3 separate regions of the Anas platyrhynchos genome follow, and regions 1 and 3 are each linked to region 2. The links are chromatin contacts, called in public Hi-C maps. All regions are on one chromosome and are shown on one strand. The core of a region is the stretch at or near the end of the contact, and the rest is flanking DNA. Distances in the headings are between cores, read along the strand shown. Region 1 has its middle 20 kb from the start of UHRF2. Region 2 holds the start of KDM4C (lysine demethylase 4C). Region 3 holds the start of UHRF2 (ubiquitin like with PHD and ring finger domains 2).

Region 1 (3,616 bases), core at 1,065-3,564, 180 kb before region 2:
CACAGTTCAAAGAAGTCATAAAGGTATGCTTAAACATCTTATTTTACTCTGATACAGAACGCTGGACTCAGGTTATTCTACAGTTCCACAGGGAGCTGCAAATAAGATCAAATAACTGGAACATTGGCCTGTGGTGTATTTGTGAAATGGCAGGTATGTGCTCAGACATGACAAAAACTAAATCTATTGCCTTTTGTTCACAGGCTTTAGCTCTGTAGAAGATATCATGTTAACTCTCTAAGTGGCTTATCAAAATACGTTGTTTTTTTTTGTTGTTTTTTTTTTAGCTATAGCTAGGCAATGTTTGCTGATGACTAAGCATCACTATCAAGCCTCAAAACTCTCTTGTGAGTTTGGAAACTTATGAGTAGAGAGATTAATCATAGAATCACAGAAGTTTTTTGTTTTTTTTAAGGGATCATCTAATTCCAAAACCCCCTGCCATGGGCAGGGACACCTCCCACCAGACCAGGTTGCCCAAAGCCCCATCCAGCCTGGCCTTGAACACCTCCAGGGACAGTGCATCCACAGCTTCTCTGGGCAGCCTGCTCCAGTGCCTCACCACCTTCTGAGTGAAGAATTTCTTATAACTGAACTGAATCTACCCTCTTTCCCTTCAAAATGAGTATGCATTGTCCTGTCACTACATTCCTCATCTTTCATTTAGGCCTCTTTTAGGTATTAAAAGGCCACTCTAAGGTCTCCCTGGAGTCTTCTCTTCTCCAGGCTGAACAACTCAAACTCCCTCAGTCTGTCTTCATAGCAGAGATTCTCCAATCCCTTTATCATCTTTGTGAAACCTCCTCCAACTTGTTCTAGTATTTCTATGTCCTTCTTGTGCTGGGGGCCCCAGAGCTGAATGCAGGAGTCTCACAAGAAGCAGAGTAGAGGGGGAGAATTACCTCCCTGTCCCTGCAGGCCAGGCTGCTTTTGATGCAGCCCATAACATGGTTACTGCCACCTCACTTTGAGCGTCTCATCAACCAGTATCATCAAGCCCTTCTCTTCAAGACTGCTCTCTATCCATTCATCAGCCTGTATTCATGTTTGGCATTGCCCCAGCCCAGGTGCAGGGCCTTTGTACTTGGCCTTTCTGAACCTCACGAGATATGCACAGGCCCACCTCTCAGGCCTGTTCAGATCTCTCTGGATGCCATCCCTTCCCTCCAGTGTGTCAACCACACCACACAGCTTGGTGTCATCTGCAAATTTGCTGTGCATGCACTCAATCCCACGGTCACCATCCTTGTCACCATCAAAGATCTTAGATAATACTGATTCCAATATTGGTATATTCAATATTTAATCATGTCATACTGAGGTGTTTTTGCAGTGAATTATTTTCCAAAACCACATTATTGACATGGTAGCAACCAGCTATGCCTGTAAAGAACATTTGACAAAAAGTCAAGAAGCATTTCAACATCTGGACAGTATTTATTCTTATCAATTAGCTATCATTTAAACAAGTCTGATAGCAAACAGGGATGATTGCTCAATGTTTGTTGAATCCAGAGTTTACAAAAAACAGTGGAGCAGTTTGTGAAGGACTGTATGCTGCAGGAGGGGAATGAGCATGACGATGAAGGAACAGCACAAAGCATTACGGACTGACTGCAATGCCCATTGCCCATCCCCTGCACTGGGAGGTGGAGGTGAAAAAATCAGGAGTAGAGTTGGGCCTTTGAAGAAGGTAGGGTTGGGGGAAAGGTGGTTTTAGTTTTGTATTTATTTCTCACTGTTCTACTTTGTTACTAATTGGAAATAAGTTATTTATGCTCCCCAAATCAAGTCTGTTTTGGCTATGACAGTAGCTGGTAAATCATCAGCCTGTCCTTATGTGAGTCTTCTCTATTTCTGTATATGAGATGGCCTAAAGTTACACCAAGAGAGGTTTAGGTTGGATATTAGGAAAAATGTCTTCACTGAAAGGGTTGTGAAGCATTGGAACAGGCTGCCCAGGGAAGTAGTTGAGTCACCATCCCTGGAGGTATTCCAAAGACATGTAGATACGGTGCTTAGGGACACGTAGTGGTAGACTTGGCAGTGCTAGGTCAGTGATTGGCCTTGATGATCTTAGAGGTCTTTCCAACCTAAATGTCTCTACATTGATCTATGATATTTTCTTCTTATTTTCTCCCCCTATCCTGTTGAGGAGGAGGAGTAAGAGAGCAGCTGGGTGGGCACCTGCTGGTCAGCAAAGGTTAACCCACTACAGATACACATCATACTTCAAACATGCAGACCAGGTGGAAAACCACTGTGCTTTTTCTACTCATTCCATATCACAGAACCATCAATAAGCAAAATGTTTGAAGGTGTGGTATTGTAAAGATTGATGCAGCTTGCATTGCTATAGCCTGCAATAGCACTTTGCCTTCCCAAAGTGCTTTATAATGTCAGAATTACGTAAAATATTTACATGCAGTAAAGGTGAATGCAACTTTGATTGTGTACGTTTTGAGCAGAGAAATTTAGACAGAGCAAGGATTTGCCAAAACCAAGTAATTACAAATGGCATAGCCAGAACTCTAAATCGTGTTTCCCAGCCCTATACACATCCCTTCAGTGTTGTGGTAATGGCAGCTTTGTGGTATGTCTGACATCCATGCACATTATCATCACTAAAAAATATGAGAATAAAGTAAGATACCAACATATTTTCCATACCTGCCAGAGTGTGAACACTTTAGATATGAACTGCAAAACAAAGCTAAGTGCCTTGCAAATGTATTAATCAGGATCGAGTTTGACCTTTTAGTATTTACTGATTTTTTCAAAACTGAAATGAATTTTTTTTTGTGTGTTTTTCCCTAAATGAAATGTAACAACTTGTGGATAGGAAGCTTGAAATTACTCTAACCTGAGTGCTTTTTGTAACTTATTATTAATGGATGAGATGATATAGAGTGCTTATGTGTATGTGCGCGACAGAAATCTAAATAAAGATTTTATTAAGTTAATTAACTTATTAAACTTTAATAACTTTTAACCATGGACATGGACTTGCCAACATTGTACTACAAGGTTTCACAGATTATAGTTGTCAGAAAAAGCTTAAAGCCAGTAAAATGTCTACCTTTGCTGTAACGCAGAAGTTAAGATATAAAAAATTCAGACACCAGAGAACTGGATAGTTTAACACAAGATTCACAAATGCTTTTCAGAAGGCAACGGATCACATTAGTGTTCATCAGTGTTCTAATTATAATCTATTCAGGCAAACACTATTGAAGTAAACCTGATCTCTCCTGTCAAATGCAGCTTTCAGTTTCAGAGAGGCTAAGAACTTACTGCAAAGCTTTATCACGAGTCCTTTACTCAGAAAGATCTTGATCGAATCATTTAGGTTGACTTGATTGTGAGACCTACAAAAGAACTTGCTGGAATATAAATTTACTTTTAATTAAAAAACGAAGATGCAATTTTGAGGCACTAATAATATAGATATTTGGAAGAAGAAATGGCTGATAACCCTCCAATGAGCAGCAAGAGTTTTCTGCTCTGCTTGAGAAAATGAGCTGACCTTAAATGAAAGCAGCCAAGCACTCAATGAGAGGAAAAGATTGCAGAGGGGAGCTTCAGAGAGAGATGGTTACAGGCTTCTCATGGGAAT
Region 2 (3,778 bases), core at 260-2,759:
AGTAACCTACATTCAGGAACAAATATGGTGTTTTCGGAACTAGTTGCGTGGAATACCATGCTGTGCCAGCTCTGGGCTTCCCAGTAGGTGAAAGACATTGGCATACTTGAACAAGTGCTGAGGAAGGTGGCAAGATCATCCAGGGCTAGTGAATATGACATGTGAGGAGAGACTGAGGGGGCTTGAAGAGGACAAGGCTTCGGAGTGATGTTGGCAGGTGGACAGCAGTCCACCTTTGCCTAGAGAGAGAGCACAGAAAAGGCGGAGCCATGCTCTCCTTGGAAATACATAATGATAGGCCAAGACAAACAATATAGGAATTTTGGATTACATTAAGAAGAAAAAAAAATCCCCATGAGAACGGGTCACAGAGAAGTCATGGAAGACAAGCTTGTAACTTCCTTGAGTAGAAAATTACTATTCAAACAGAAGTGGCTTCCAGCATCAGCCAAACGGGGTGGAAGACATGTACTGTGTAAACTATCATACAGCAGAAAGGCCACTTTTGTGGTTTGGTTTCCTGGAACATCTTTTTGGTAGCATAATTAACTCAAACACTCATACTTGATATGGCTGACCCAGAAATTCAGGTCTTTGTACCAAGTCCAAAGGGCTAGGGAAGCCTATAGTATAATTTCAGAAGCTTGTGCTGTCCAGATATTGAGCTCACAACTTAAAGCAAAAGGAAGGGAATTTAGGAGATTCATCCTTTATTTCTCAGTGTTTGTGGTCACATAAGTAGTGTTTTTGTTACTAGCCAACACTAACCTAAATGCACAGCCCGAAACACGAAAAGGCAGGAAGAAAGTGCAGAAAAGATTGCTTAAGCCTCAGTATGATAAAAAATATTCCTCATGCCCTAGAACATCAGCAAACTCATGGGTACTTTAAGATGAGCCCATTAAAGTAAAGAAAGTGATCAGTGAGTTGGAAATTTCTAATTTCATAGTTGGAAATGGGAAAAATTGCACCCCAGAAAGAGTGAGCATTTCACTCCAGAAAGAGTGGGCATTGGAAGGGATTGCCCAGGGAGGTGGTGGAGTCAGTGTCCCTCGGGGGCGTTTAAGGGAAGGTAGGCTGAGGCAGTGAGGGACATGGTTCAGCGTGTGGTGGGGTGGTGGTTGGACCAGACGAAACGGGACGGCTGGTCCAAACTTAGTGATTCTGTGAGAGCACTGTGCTGCTGGAACACAGGTGAGACACTGCTCTACGTAACTTTTGAGGAAGGCCGGTGTCCTCCCGCAGAGGTGTTTATATCATATAGTGAGGGACACTCTGCCCCCCCCATCCAGATGCGGGGGCTGCGGGGTGAGGTAGGAACCACGTGACCCCGCCGGGCCCCGGGCACAGCACCGCTGCCGGCCGCGTGACGTCAGCGCCGTGCTCCGTCACGCGCTCGCCCCCCCCTCCCCTCCCCACTCCGGTCCTCCTCTCTTCCCCTCCCCTCCCCTCGGGGCGTGCGGGCGCCGCGCGCATGCGCAGTGCGCAGCTGTCATCCGCGCACGGAACGAGACGTCCCGGGCGGGGAGGGGAGGAGCCGGGCGCAGCGAGGGGAGGGGAGGGCAGGGAGGAGAGGGAGGGGGCGGGGGAGCGCCGTGCGTCCGGCCGGCGGCAGCGGCACCCGCGGCGCGCCCGTCCCAGCGCCCACCCCGGGCAGGTGCCGTGGGGCTGCGGGGCCGGGGCGCGGCTCGGGGGGAGCTGGGGGCTGGGAGCGGGCCGCGGCGGAGCGGGGCGGAGCGGAGCGGAGCGGGCCGGGCAGGTGGTGGTGGCGGTGGCGGCGGTGCGGGGCTGGGGGTGCCGGGGCGGGCAGGGGGAGGGCCGGGCGCGGGGCGTGCGGTTCATTCATCTCTGCGCGCAGCTGGGGCGCCCGGCAGCCGCGCGGCGTGCGAGCACAGCCCGGGGGGGGCGAGCCTCGGCTTCAGCACCACCTGCCCGCCGCCAGCCACCCGGCACCGCGCTGCGTGGCTCCCCCGGGCCGGCCCTCTCTCTCCCTCCCTTCCTTCCCTTCCTTTCCTTCCTCCTTCCCTCCCTCCCCGCTGCCCCTGACCCGGAGCCCCGAGTGGGAAGTGCGAGTCGCTGCCCCCGGGGCGCTGCCTGCCTCGCTGCGGGGAGCCGGCCTCGTGCCTTTGTTTATGCGGAGCCGGGGGGACAGTCCTGTCCCTGCGGCTTAAAAATCCTCCCGCTGCCTCCCAGAGCGAGCAGGGTGTGCTTTCGGTGCTGTTGAAATGTAGTTTTACACCTCTCTTCCCCCCCCCCCCCCTTTCCGAGACACTAGTGACAGCAGCAACAGAAGTTTCCTGGTGGTTACTAAAATAGAAGTTTTTTTTTTTAAGCTAAAACGCTTCCCATAAGAAAAAAACTTAACAGCAGCCCAGTGCAGCATAACTTTTGTCACCCTGCGGTGCTCCACGTTTAATGAACCGAGGGCGTGCTGCTGGCTGTGGTCATCATGCATGGATGTAAAAATGCATCTTGGGCCTTACCCCATTCTGCCTGGAAGTGCAGCAGCCAGCTGGGAGCACCGCCACACCTCTCAGGAGTGCCTTCCAAACACGAGGCTGGGGAAACACCAGCACGATTTGCTTTTCACTACCTGCAGTGAGGCTGCACTGAACTACGACTACTGAGCTGCTGCCAGTCATGCTTATCTTACCCTCAGCTTCGGGGTGGTGCTGATTTCTCGGTTGTTAGATGGTTAGCAGGTTGTTTGATGGTTGCCTTTTGCTGAAGTGAGGGTATGGGTGCCTGTAAGAGGAATTTCCTTTCTTGGGACCAATGCAGGAAACAATATGTCTTATCTGGATAAGTGGATGTGACTGAATAGCAGCTGAATCAGGATTAGAGCCAATGTGTGTAAGGGAATAACCTTTATTTGGTAATTGTCTACTTAAAAAAAACACAAGCAAACAAAAAAAAAACGCTTTGATTTGATCTCTGAATTTCTGTGGTGAGTATGGCAGAATAGGAAAAAGAAGTCAGGTCTTGTAATTTATAAGCCTCAGTTTTTGTTGACTGTTGAGTACAGAATTTTGTAGTTACTTTTTTAAACTTTTTTTTTTTAAAACAAGGTAAATGATTTTACACCAAATCTAAATGTACAGTTACCACCGTAATGCATTCAGTTCAGAAAATTACGTTGTCAAGTACTAATTATGATAATCTCCCTAAGCTATTACGGGCTAGCCCAGTAATTATGCAGGAAAAAGAAAATCTGCGACTTAACATCTAACTAAAAACAAGGGGATTCGGTATATTTAGGACTTTCTCAGTTCGAATGGCACTTGATTGGACTACTAAGTACCGCAGTTAACTTACTTAGAAACTTCTGCTTTTTTCTATAGGTGTCGTTTGCTAGAGTGTGTTTCTTCAGTATAATGCTGAATGAGGCATATGGTTTTGTTTAGGTTAGTTTTATGAAGGTCCTAGTCTCCCCCATCCTGAAAGTACAGGCTTTTCAAACACATTTTCAGTGTACACGGAGCTTCAAGTATAACACATCTTGCTGTAATGAATATTCTAAGATTTTAATTCAAATCTAGTGGAAACAACTTCCAAGGTAACTTGCTATTTAAATATTTCATATTTCAAAACAAATGAGCGCTATTTTTGAATTATTTTATTGGCTTTCATTTGGATTCAGAGACTGACTAATGATTAAGATATTTTAAAGAAATGCAGTGTTTTATACTTGAAGAAATATAGTAGTTGTGTAATCAAATCACAATGAAGGTTTTCATAAGAAGTTGCTGAAATAAAGTCCAGAGTGCTTTATGAATGC
Region 3 (3,901 bases), core at 1,103-3,602, 160 kb before region 2:
AATTCTTTCAGATCTTTTTTGATTGTTGCAAGAGAGACACATTTCAGTGCCTACCTCAACAGAAAAGACCATTTTCTACAAATGGATTTATAATGAGACTCTTTTACTGCAGAGGTGGTGTGTAACTAAGATAAATCTGAAGACTTTTTTTTTTTTTTCCCCAAAAAACACACTCTTAACCTCTGTGTTAAAAAATAATTGAGTATTTCAGGGAATTCAAGAAGGTTGGGGCCAAAAGATTCAAAAAGATTGCATGTCCTTCATCAGTTGAGTCTGAGCCTGCATTACAACCACAAACTATAAACCAAATTCTGGTTTTGTGTAAAGGGCAATTTGGCAATTTGGCATTGTGGTGACAAGTAAAGAAAATTGTATGCTATCACAGAAACAGAGAGGCACTAGCAAGGATAAAAATGAAAGGAAGGGATTTTCAGAACAATTAAGAAAGTTTTGTTTCAGCTGCCTTTGCACATACTCAAGACTGAAGAAGCTCGTTCAGAACAGCAGTGAGAATTCTCAAAGCTGAATGTGCAGAAGAGGAATCTTTGCAACCATAAAAAATGTCACAAAATCTGTGTTTCTGTGAATGGGCTGTATGGGCTGCTCTGGTTGCGGATGGAGAAGTAGTTACCAGACAACAGCAGGACGGTGAGAGAGGAAATACAAGCTGGGAGGGAACTTCTGGAAGCCTCCCAGGAACTGACAGCCATGTTTGGAGCACATTTTAAAGCCGGGATACCACGGAGGTGCCGGCCCTGCCCACAGCCTCCAGCAGCCCCTGGCACCCACTGTGGGTCACATAAACCACACCACAGCCACAGCCTGGAGGGCAGCAGCTGCTGTTGGCGGGCGATGGCTGCAGGGCAGCATGTGTGTGGGCACCTGCTGAAGGAGGGGACCCGGGAGGGACCCTCCGAAGCAGGGGAGGCCCCTCTGCTCCGCAGTGAGCTGCTGGGGCTGGGTAGCCACCACGTGGCGTACTGTGTGGGCATGTGCTGTGCAAACAGCTTTCTGCTATTAATAAGAAGTCTAATTGATTAAAGATGTTCTAATAAATGTTGGCTGTGATCTGTTCCTCTTCCTGACTCAGTGCCATGTCAGTGATATTTAGAAGATACAGTATAAAAAAGCCACAAAACTACAAAGGTGTCATCTGGACTTTGTAAGCGTGTATCTTAATCAAGTTGCCTAAGCCTTAAACTTAGGCAGTAACAATGCTCTGAATTCCTCCAAAGGGCACCCATCAGCCCATTTCCTGGTTTCTCCCGAGCTCTGTATCAGATTGATTTCTGTAGGACCATTTTACCAGTGTGCACATGTACTGTTTTGGGCCGTGGTAAGTTTCTTCACAGGAGCTCCTATAGTGCAGTGTTTTGGATTTGTGACTGTAGCAGTGTTGGTAGGTACCCACCTTCCAGTTGCTGCCAAGCAGCGCTCCCATAGAGTCAAGGCCTTCTTTGTTTCCCGCCGTGCCTCCTTCAGCGAGGAGGCCGGGGGTGCACAGGAAGCGAGGGGGGGGACAGCGCCAGGACAGCTGGGCCAAACTGGCCCAGAGGATGTTCCGTGCCACACGATGCCGCGCTCAGCAATAAAAGCTGGCGGAAAGCACGGAGCAGCGGCACTCAGAGCGGTGTTGTTTGTCTTCCAAGTAACCGCACCGCCGAGACGGAGCCCTGTTTTCTTGGAAGTGGCTGCACATCTGCCTGCCAACGGGAGGCAGCGACTTAATTTCGCTTTGCTTGCACGTGCGGCTCCTGCGTTACCTTATTAATCCGCCTTTATCTCAACCCACGGGTTTTCACACTCTCGCCCCACCCAGCTGGCAGGCAGCGAGCGAGCGGCTCTGCGGGGTGCCGCTGCCTGCCAGGGCTCACCCACAGCAGCGTGGCAAATCCGGGCTCCCCTCACGCCGGGCTGTGGGATCGCACAGCTGCGGAGCGCGCACCCAGCCCGCCCCACATCTGCCCTGGGGCAAAAAACCGCGATTCGCTGCTTCTGGCCCCGGCCGCACGCCCCCCCCTCTAACCCCGCGGCACCCCCGGGGGCTCGCCCTGCGCTGCGGGCTCAGCCACACGCCGGGATCGGGATCGGGATCGGGCTCGCAGCCGCCTCACGCCGCCCGCGGGCAGGGGCGGGCCCGCCGCCATGGCGACGCTAACGGTCGCTTCCCCGGCGCGCGCCAACCCGGCCCCCCCCCCCCCCCAACAACGCAGGCAGGGGGCGGGGCGCGCGAGAAGGGGAGGGGTGAGGGGGGGGGCGAGGGGAGCGCGCGGCGCCACGCCCCCTCCTCCACCCGCCCCCGCCCCCGCCCCCGCCCCGGTGTTGTTGTCTCCGTGCGGCCGCGGCCGGCGGCTCTCGCGAGATCGGCGTTGGCGCCGTGACCTCCATGTGAGAGCGGCGGCGCCTGGTAAACACTGCCCGGGCTGCGGGATGGCTCCCGCCGGCGCCCGTTAGAGCCGCAGGGCCGCGGCCCCTTCCCGCCTGCCCCCGCCCCGCCCCGCCGCGCCCCGCCCCGCCCCGCCTCGCCTCGCCTCCGGGGCCCCGCGGCGCGGCCCAGCGGGGGGCGGAGGGGGTCGCCGCGCCTCGCCTCGCCGCGCCCCTCCGAGCCCCTCCGAGCGGCGGCCCGGCGGGCGGGGAGCCTCGCGGGGAGCCCGGCGGGACTCAGCCCCGCCGCCCCGAACAAAGGGCGGGGGGAGCGCCCGGCCCCCGCCGCCGCTGCCTCCTCAGCCTCCGCCGCCGAGCGCGGGAGAGAGCGAGCGAGCCCCCGGCGCCGCCCGGCGCGCAGCGCACCATGTGGATCCAGGTGCGCACCATCGACGGCACCGAGACGCAGACCATCGACGACCTGAGCCGCCTGACCAAGATCGAGTGCCTGCGGGAGAAGATCCAGGAGACCTTCCGCGTCAGCCCCGACCGGCAGCGCCTCTTCTACCGGGGCAAGCAGGTGAGGCGCAGCCGCCCCCAACCCCCCGCCGGCCGGGGGCTCTTTGTGCGGCCGGGGGCCGGGACCCCGCGCCCTCCCCCGGCTTTTGTTCGCCCCCCGTCCCGCCGGGCCTGCGGGCGGGAGCCCGGCCTGACAGGACGCCCCGAGGCGCGCGGCGCGTTGGTGTGGCTCCCGTTATTTTTATTTTTTAACGCTTTATTTATTTATTTTATTTTTTAAAATTTATTTTTGGTGCTGTTCCACCCCCCCCAAGGCCGGGCGGGTGCCGGCGAGCCCCCCTTTGTGTGTTTGTTTTCCCACCTGAGCCGCGGGAGGCTCCTCCCCCGCCCGCCGTCCCCGCCGCACCTCGCTGACAGGGCCGGGCCGCCACCGCGGGGCTCGCAGGGCCAGCGGCCGGCCCCAGCGCCGGGCAGGCGGGGACGGGGACGGAGCGGGGAGGACGCGGGCACGGCCCCGCGGCGGGCGGCCCCCCCCCCCCCCCTTTAACCCCCCCCTCCCCGCCTGCCGCCCCCACCGCTGCCGTCCCGTCAGCGCCCGGCCGGCCCCTCCCCGCGGCGGATTAACGGTTCTCGGTGCCCGGCCGTTGCGCGCCCCTCCCCGCGGGGCGCGTCACGTGGCCGCGCGGCCGTGACGGGGGGTGCCCGGCGGCCGTTACTTTGCGCGGGCCGGAGCCGGCGCGGCCCCCGCTGAGGGGAGGGGAGGGGAAGGAGGGGGGGGGGTGGTTAAGGGAGGGCTGCCCGGAGCGGCTCCTGGCCCTGGGGTCGGTGCCCTGCGGCCGGTGTGTGGCTGTAGGAACAAAAAGTAACGAGTGGCTGACAATCTCCCTTCGCCGTGAAGGTGCGGAGCCTGCCTTCTGGAGCGCGCCCCGTGAGGAGCCGGTACTTTGTCTAACGGAGCGAGCGTGTGTGTGGGGACCTGTAACGGCCCCAAACCGCTACAGGCAGCACTCCCCCCCCT

What was found. Hi-C and Micro-C count contacts between places; a contact is called where the count stands out from the background.
Region 1: a Hi-C map of skeletal muscle shows a contact between it and region 2, with 7 times the contacts expected there. The contact joins the enhancer-like site here to the promoter of KDM4C in region 2. A contact is called at or near these places in 4 of 8 Hi-C or Micro-C datasets (liver, skeletal muscle and subcutaneous adipose tissue).
Region 3: a contact with region 2 is called in a Hi-C map of subcutaneous adipose tissue, with 2.8 times the contacts expected there. The contact joins the promoter of UHRF2 here to the promoter of KDM4C in region 2. A contact is called at or near these places in 3 of 8 Hi-C or Micro-C datasets (liver, skeletal muscle and subcutaneous adipose tissue).

The regions. Positions count from the first base shown.
Region 1 is chrZ:30,601,752-30,605,367 of IASCAAS_PekinDuck_T2T, forward strand. No RefSeq gene overlaps it. Among named protein-coding and RNA genes, the nearest start is that of UHRF2, 20 kb to the right of the region's middle. Within about 2 kb of position 2,315, at least 1 of the 8 cell types and tissues checked has an H3K27ac peak or open chromatin away from gene starts, as enhancers often do.
Region 2 is chrZ:30,784,217-30,787,994 of IASCAAS_PekinDuck_T2T, forward strand. It overlaps KDM4C (lysine demethylase 4C), which reads left to right and starts at 1,510. Exons shown (of 20, transcript XM_072030962.1): 1 at 1,510-1,657.
Region 3 is chrZ:30,621,699-30,625,599 of IASCAAS_PekinDuck_T2T, forward strand. UHRF2 (ubiquitin like with PHD and ring finger domains 2) reads left to right here and starts at 2,353. Exons shown (of 16, transcript XM_038169765.2): 1 at 2,353-2,944. The coding sequence starts at 2,792.